Regions from separate parts of the Sus scrofa genome. Here region 1 is linked to region 2. A link is a contact called in public Hi-C data. All regions are on one chromosome and are shown on one strand. The core of a region is the stretch at or near the end of the contact, and the rest is flanking DNA. Distances in the headings are between cores, read along the strand shown.

The links. Hi-C and Micro-C count contacts between places; a contact is called where the count stands out from the background.
Region 1: a contact with region 2 is called in a Hi-C map of alveolar macrophages, with 5 times the contacts expected there. The contact joins the enhancer-like site here to the promoter of LOC100736974 in region 2. A contact is called at or near these places in 3 of 5 promoter capture datasets (fetal liver, liver and skeletal muscle), 33 of 47 Hi-C or Micro-C datasets (adipocytes, alveolar macrophages, blood and 18 more) and 2 of 2 datasets of contacts at active chromatin or transcription factors (alveolar macrophages and skeletal muscle).

The regions. Positions count from the first base shown.
Region 1 is chr2:143,208,885-143,212,878 of Sscrofa11.1, forward strand. All of the region lies in intron 17 of DIAPH1 (diaphanous related formin 1), which reads right to left. Among named protein-coding and RNA genes, the nearest start is that of DIAPH1, 60 kb to the right of the region's middle. Within about 2 kb of position 2,292, at least 68 of the 83 cell types and tissues checked have an H3K27ac peak or open chromatin away from gene starts, as enhancers often do. A contact at or near this core is called in alveolar macrophages, brain, fetal liver and 9 more, where this site is marked.
Region 2 is chr2:143,050,643-143,054,665 of Sscrofa11.1, forward strand. LOC100736974 (protocadherin gamma-B7) reads left to right here and starts at 2,219. Exons shown (of 5, transcript XM_021084917.1): 1 at 2,219-4,023.

The sequences.
Region 1 (3,994 bases), core at 1,042-3,541, 160 kb after region 2:
CACCAGTGGTTTCCACTACTTAACTGAGGCAGCACAAGCATGTGAGTCCATCCAATGTCCACAAAGCCGATGAAGGCAAGACAGACAACAAGCACGAGCCAGAATCATAACAGGAAATTAAAAAAAAAAGTGGACTCGGGTACCACCACAGTTCTCTAAAGAAGCAAGGTCTTGGGGCGCTCTTGCGGCCCAGTGGGTTAAGGAGTTAGTGGAGCCACTGCAGTGGCTTGGGCCGCTGATGGGGTTCGGGTTCAGTCCTTGGCCGGGAACTTCCACATGCTGCCAGCACAGCCCCACCCCGAAAAAGAAACAGGGTCTTTGTGGAAGAGTCCTAGAGCTCCTTAGCATATCTGAAAGATTAGAATACTTAGTAAGATCTCTAGGAAATAACAAGAAACATTCTCTGAGGATGCACAGCTATGGAATGCCCAGCCCTGTGGGGCGGACAGTAAGCCACGTCTGTGAAGGCCCACATGAAGTCTGTGAGTCTGGCAAGAGGGCCCTATCCGGTACTAACGTAAGAAGCTGCCTGGAGTTCCCGTTGTGGCGCAGCAGAAATGAATCAGACTAGGAGCTGTGAGGTTGCGGGTTCGATCCCTGGCCTCACTCGGTGGGTTGAGGATCCCGTGTTGCCATGAGCTGTGGTGTAGGTCGCAGACGCGGCTCGGATCTGGTGTTGCTGTGGCTGTGGTGTAGGCCGGCAGCTGTAGCTCTGACTGGACCGCTAGCCTGGGAACCTCCGTATGCTGCGGGTGCGGCCCTAAAAATAAAGAAGAAGAAGCTGCCGCCCACGTGGAGGCTTTCTACTTTGTATTTCTCACAGCTGTAATGTTCATGGAGGAAAAATGCAGCATCTCAAAGGCATTTGGAGGTACACACCACAGCAGGTGCGTGTGTGTGTGCGCGCGCGCGCGCGGCTAGAGAAACAGCATGCCAGTTACCCAAAGGGAATCAGATCCCCATCACTGACCTTTTGGCCAAAACAAAGAGCTGTGTGCTGAACCCCACAGACGTGGGCCGGCAGGGGTGCAGCTGTAAGGAAGGACAGAGCAAACTGGCCGAAAGGGAGAAGGAAACCTGCAAGTCAGGAATCCCAAAGAACGAGGTGCTGCGAGTCCACACAAGGGGCCAAACTGGAGTGGGAAGGGTGGCAGACACGCACCCATATTCTGAATCGGGCACTTCACAGGCATCCTACCATTCAGACAATACGGCCATTGAAGCTCCGCCGGGACGCTTCCCAGCACACCCAGGAGAGTGACTCAGCAAGGGCGTGTGGACGGAGGGCTAGAAAGACGGGCTCTGCCCTGAGCGAGTCAGCAAAAGGCTGAGACAGGTTTAGGGAGCAGGAGGGTGAAAGGGGCAGAGAAAAGGCATCGAAATGAGGCGCTGAAAGCCTTTCCTCTCCTTCGAAAAATGAAGCAGGATCTAAGTAAGGGGTTGACATACTTTTAGCTTCTTTTCATCCATGTGTCCCCTTCCATCTCCTTTTATACCTCGAGATTTCTTTGTGGAAGAAATAAATCAGGACACTGGTCCTTGGCGAAAAGCAAAGGGCACTGGCCCCGTGCCAGGACAGCCCCCGGCAGTGGGCCTATCGGGTTTTCCTGAACCTTCCTGCCTTCCTGCCATGACCTTCAGTAATGCTGGGCTCTGAGCTCAACAGATCTGGGGTCAGGTCTTGGCTTGGTATTTACTTGCTATGAGATCTCAACAGGCAAAGTTCAGGTTTACACTATACTTCATATTTGTCACAAGATGAAGATGGTACCTTTTAGGCATCATTTTCCTCCTTAGAAAGAACAGGTGATGAGCCTCTGTCACAGACATGAAACGGGTACTCTTGGATAAAATGGAATGAGACAACAAAATACCTTCATCTTTTTTTTAGGTGCTGGGAGCAGTTTTAATCCCTGCTCAGCCTCACCCCCGCCTGCCTACCTAAATATGGAGTAAACTGCGGATTTCCAAGCCATTCTCTGCAGCAAAGGATGCCAGAAATCCCCCCCCCCCCCCGTTTCATCCTGGGTACTGGGAGGGGCGGAGCGGGGTAAGAGCACCACAAACAGCACAGACGGAAAACACCCAGCCCCCCCCCCCCCCCCCCGCCCCCGCTCCGCGTCTGCAGATGCAGCTGCTGGTTTTCGTCACACTGCTGTTTTTTTCCCTTCTTTGTTCCCGAGGAGGAAGCCAGGAAAGGGTGGGGAAGGAGGGGGGAGAAGGGGTGGGGTGAGGGCGGGACGTCATCGCTGTTACAGCAAGTCACCTGACAGTCCGCTCCAATCCCTGGGCTCTGACCTCACAAACTGGAACCTGAGCCAAAATAGCTCAACTGCGCTCGCCCCGTGGCTGCAAAGTGAAATGCAGGCAGAACGGGAGCAGAGCAGCAAAGGGGGGACATAGTTCTCGGAAGGATTCCAGTTGTTTTCCTTGCAAAAAGGAAATTTAAACACAGACAGAATGACAGGCAAGGGCGTGTCCTATCCTCTCATCTAACAGATCCCAAAGAAAAAGCACTGACTTTTGCAACAGAGATGGGACTGGTGCGGGATCAGGACTACCTCTGTATCGTCCTGGGGGCACAGGTTACCCAGGCCCTTTTGCTGTGTAACTGAGGTTCTCTTACCCCAGGAGCTGAGGGAAGAACAAAAGCTTTTTAAATTGTGATCGATTTTTCAGAGGGAAGTGGCTTGGACCAATAGGGAGGGCGAGGGAAAGGATGCCGTTTCCTGCTCTGCAGAACTGGGGGTTAGCACTCTGCCTTGCGCACAAATTAATTAGGTCCGAATACTTCGAGAAAGCCCCTTTTCAAGCATCCTCGACACCAGCAAATTTCCTTCTTACCCCTTCTGTCTTTGCCATTATAAAGAGAAGATGGTCACAGCACAGAAGGGCTGAAGGAAAAGCAATCTAGCACCCTAACGAAAATCTGCTACAGTATTCCAGAATAGTCCCCTCCAGGCTTTTACGTCGGCAGTTTTTTCCGCAAAGCACAACGGCAGTGAGGGTTGCATACAACCATTTCCAGCTCTCCTCCCCTAAGACTGAATCATGAGCTTTCTTCCACGTTGCTCTGAAGGTGATGGAGAGTCTTAAGACGGGACAGGGTACGAAGTTCTCCAGCAACCATCTCCAGGACACAGACTGAGTGGGAAAAGCAAGGAAAACACGGGGTGAGGGACCCCTTCCCTTTGAAGACCACAGTCTTTTATGGGTGGTGTCCCAGCGCCAGCGGCTGACATCTGCAAGGCCCCTCAGCGGCAACGGTCAGGTCTCTCCTGCCCACACCATGTGGGCTGTAAGCTCTGCGCCAAGTGCGGGACATTCGGGGTGGGTGAGCAACCAGCTGGTCAGTCACTACACGAGGGAGTCTGCAGCGCGCGCAGGGAGAGCCAGAGGCCACGCGTGCTCTAAGACGCGGTCTGATCAAAAGGCTCCCTGCAGGGGCTGTGCCCCCAAACGAAGGCTACTTCACTACCATACAGATTGCTGTTTGATCCTAGGGTTCACTGCAAAAGTGACAACTAAACATTTTAATTTGGATTTTTTTTTTTTTAATGAGAAAGACCTCCAGGCCCTGTAGGAAAACCCCCCAGGATGTAACAGCGAGGTAAACCACAGCACAGACAGCACGTGGCCTTTCGGCAAGGGGGGGGAGAGAATCTGCGTTAGCATTTGCTAGGATTGTGTTTTCCAAAAACAGTGAGATAAATAACAATAGTGACTTCTAGAAGAGAGGGAGGGGTGGTTGGGTGGATGAATGGATGGCTGGGAATGAGACCTTGTTTTCTTATCATCTTGACTTCTAAATCACCTGTTACCTACAGAGAGAAACAGATAATAGAGAAGCAGAAAGAAAAGCCCCCGAGGAAACAGCAACATTCTGTAGTGGAGACACCCCCCCTCTGCTCCCTGAAAACTAGCCCGTCTACCCCCTCGTGTTTGGAATTGGAGCTGACCCACGCCAGCAGAGAAGCAAGTTCCGACCCAGCGA
Region 2 (4,023 bases), core at 969-3,468:
GCAGCCCTTTGCGCTGAACCCGCGAAGCGGCAGCCTGGTCACCGCGGGCCGCATAGACCGGGAGGAGCTCTGCGCCCAGAGCAGGCGGTGTCTGGTGAGTTTTAACATTCTTGTGGAAGATAGGGTGAAACTCTTCGGAGTAGAAATAGAAGTAATTGATATCAACGATAATGCACCAAAATTCCAAGCAGAAAATCTAGATGTAAAAATTAATGAAAACGTCGCTCCAGGAATGCGTTTCCCTCTCCCGGAAGCTGCTGATCCGGATGTGGGCGTGAACTCCCTACAGAGCTACCAGCTCAGCTCCAATAAACACTTCTCCCTGGCAGTTCAGAGCCGTGCCAGTGGCGTTAAGTACCCGGAGCTGGTGCTGGAGCGCGCCTTGGATCGCGAGGAAGAGGCAGTGCACCATCTGGTCCTCACCGCCCTGGACGGGGGTGACCCTCTCCGATCTGGCACAGTCCTCATCAGTGTGACTGTCTTCGATGCAAACGACAATGCGCCGGTCTTCAGTTTGTCCGAATACCGGGTGAATGTTCTGGAGAACTTGCCTGTGGGTGCACAGTTGTTGACAGTCACTGCCACTGACAGGGATGAAGGTGCCAATGGAGAAGTGACGTATTCATTCCGAAAACTACCTGACACACAATTGTTGAAATTCCAGCTAAACAAAAATACTGGGGAGATAAAACTATCAGAAAATCTGGATTATGAAGAAACAAGTTTCTATGAAATCGAAATACAAGCAGAAGATGGAGGAGCCTATCTTGCAACAGCGAAAGTGTTGATTACAGTAGAAGATGTAAATGACAACAGTCCGGAGGTGACCATCACATCTCTGTTTAGTCCCTTGGTGGAAGACTCACCTCTGGGGAGTGTTATAGCCCTTTTAAACGTGCATGATCTGGACTCCGGGCAAAATGGACAGGTCACCTGTTCCATATCAGGTGATCTACCATTTAAGTTAGAAAAATCCATCGACAGTTATTACCGATTGGTGACACACAAAGCCCTTGACAGGGAACAGGTATCTTCTTACAACATCACAGTAACAGCCACAGACGGAGGAAGTCCACCCCTATCAACAGAAACTCACTTCACCCTGCAAGTGGCCGATATCAATGACAATCCACCCACCTTCTCTCACATCTCCTACTTTACCTACATCCCAGAGAACAACCCCAGAGGCGCCTCCATCTTCTCGGTGACTGCACTGGACCCAGACAGTGAAGAAAATGCTCGGGTTATTTATTCCCTGGTTGAAGACACCATCCAGGGGGCACCTCTGTCCTCCTACATCTCCATCAACTCTGACACAGGCGTCCTGTATGCACTGCGATCTTTCGACTATGAGCAGTTTCGGACTTGCAGTTGCAGGTGACAGCCACTGATAGTGGGAACCCACCGCTCAGCAGCAATGTGTCTCTGAGCATATTCGTGCTGGACCAGAATGACAATGCACCTGAAATCCTGTACCCCACCCTCCCCATGGATGGTTCCACAGGCGTGGAGCTGGCACCCCGCTCCGCAGAGCCCGGCTACCTGGTGACCAAGGTGGTGGCGGTGGACAGAGACTCGGGCCAGAACGCCTGGCTGTCCTACCGCCTGCTCAAGGCCAGCGAGCCCGGGCTCTTCGCGGTGGGGCTGCACACGGGCGAGGTGCGCACAGCGCGGGCCCTGCTGGACAGAGACGCCCTCAAGCAGAGCCTGGTGGTGGCGGTCCAGGACCACGGCCAGCCCCTCTCTCGGCCACTGTCACGCTCACCGTGGCTGTGGCAGACAGCATCCCCGACGTCCTGGCTGACCTGGATAGCCTCGAATCTCCTGCCAGCCCCGATAACTCAGGCCTGACACTGTACTTGGTGGTAGCGGTGGCGGCGGTCTCCTGTGTCTTCCTGGCCTTTGTCATCGTGCTGCTGGCGCTCAGGCTGAGGCGCTGGCAGCTGTCGCGTGTGCTGCAGGCGTCAGGAGGCGGACTGGGTGGCGTGCCCGCGTCCCACTTCGTGGGCGTGGACGGGGTGCGGGCTTTCCTGCAGACCTATTCGCACGAGGTGTCGCTCACCGCGGACTCGCGGGGGAGCCACGTGATCTTCCCGCAGCCCAACTATGCGGACACGCTCATCAGCCAGGAGAGCTGCGGGAAAAAGGATCCTCTGTCTTTGTCAGATGATTCGAAGTTTCCTATAGAAGATACCCCTTTGGTGCCAGTGAGTTCTGTTTTTACTCCTTTTTGCTCCTTTAAAAATTATGATTGGTTTTACTTTTAGGTTTGCAGCATGATGGTGGAAACTTAATTTTTTCACGTTTCTCTCCATTTCAATGACATTTGCTTCTTGCTAAAACATTGAATAGTAGAACTTGATGATTATTAAGGCTGATGTGGTTTTACTTTCTGGTTAATAGTCACCTAATCCGGTGAAGGTCTATTGTCATAGGCTGTTTTGAGTAACTCACAGAGTCTTGTATTTTGTAGTTTTGTTGAGTAGAATACTGACAATTCCTAAGAGAAGATTTCTATACAGAAGTGTCTTGTCAATTGTGTGCTCTCCTGTTGGCTACATGCTGAAATCCTAGCCCCTTAGACAACCCTGTCTCTTGCTTTGAAGACAGGTCTGGTAAAAATATGTAAATGTCAGAAACAAGTGCATTAGCCTCACTGGAAATACTATCCATTTTCGTTAATATTCTATTAGCAATTGATAACGTGTGCTTGAAATTTTCCAAAATCATACGTGCTAACACTACAGCACCCATTTTGCCTGTGATTCTATTTTCAGACCGTTTTGTGGAAGAGCTACCATTTTAATTTTACTTTACTTGATCAATAGGGATTCTAGAGAGCTTGTAGAAGGTTACATTAAGCAAATTTGGGTTTCTTCTATCCCTGTACTTTTTGTTAAATTCTCCAACCTCTAAGGCTGAAAAAATGTATGCAGTTGTGAAGTGATAGACTTGTACATGTTTAAGGATATGTGTCAAAGGCATTTCAGAGACTCCTTATAGAGAGAAAAGAAGATCCACTTGAAACTCTGAAATTTAGCGTCAAAGTAAAGTTAAAGCCAAGAAAGAAATGTCATGTCTGCATGGGATCTGACTGCCCATGAGATATACACAGAATTCTAGAGACATCAGTTGAGGTACTCGTGAACCATTTAGTTAGTGAAATGGCGATGTGTTTGGTTTGAGCTCTTTTAACTTATTACTGATCTTCTAAGCTAATATGGTAGCATAAAGTCAAACAGTGTCCTCATATATTTCAAAATATTTATAAGACCATGACTCTTTTTTCATGTCCTTCAACATTTGTTCAAGCAAACATCTATAGAAAGAGAACATAGTTATCATCTCTAGGTCGTAGTTTACAACTGTCATTTTAAATATCTGTCCATGAGAGTCAAAATTATGCATCTCTTTCAAGTAGTTCCATTATTTTGAAAAATATAGATTAAAAACCTCCTCTTTTGGCATGGTAGCTATTGTAAGCAAATATTTTAAAATATAGTTATGTAAAAGTATACAGGACACTTTGGATGATTGTAATGAATAGGACAATGGTTGTATTCTAGTTCCTAAGTATGGGGGGATGGATGAATACTTTCTCGTCAAATATAAGTCTGGGTTGAAGACCAAAAAAAGTGTTTTGCTTATCTTTAGTACTTTCCTTTGTGGATAATTACTCGTAAAAGGAATAACAGTGGTTGCCTCTGGATGGCAGAGCTGGATAGTAGCAGGCGATGGAATAGGTGACCCACTTTGCCCTCTACATTCTTTTTGTCTTTTTGATTTTGAAATATTTCTACCTATTCAAAATCTAAATCTTAACATATAAAAATATGTGATAGTTTTGATCATGTGAAAATATTCATGATGAACACGGAATCACAGAGGAATAAGATTCAGATATTTTAGCTGCTATCACCTTGCGTTTAAAGGAAAAGATTTCCTGACCTAGAGGAAAACCTAAGCTGTGGTTCCACACGGAGCCTCTGGGCGCCGCTGTCGGCCAGTGCAGGACAAGCGCTG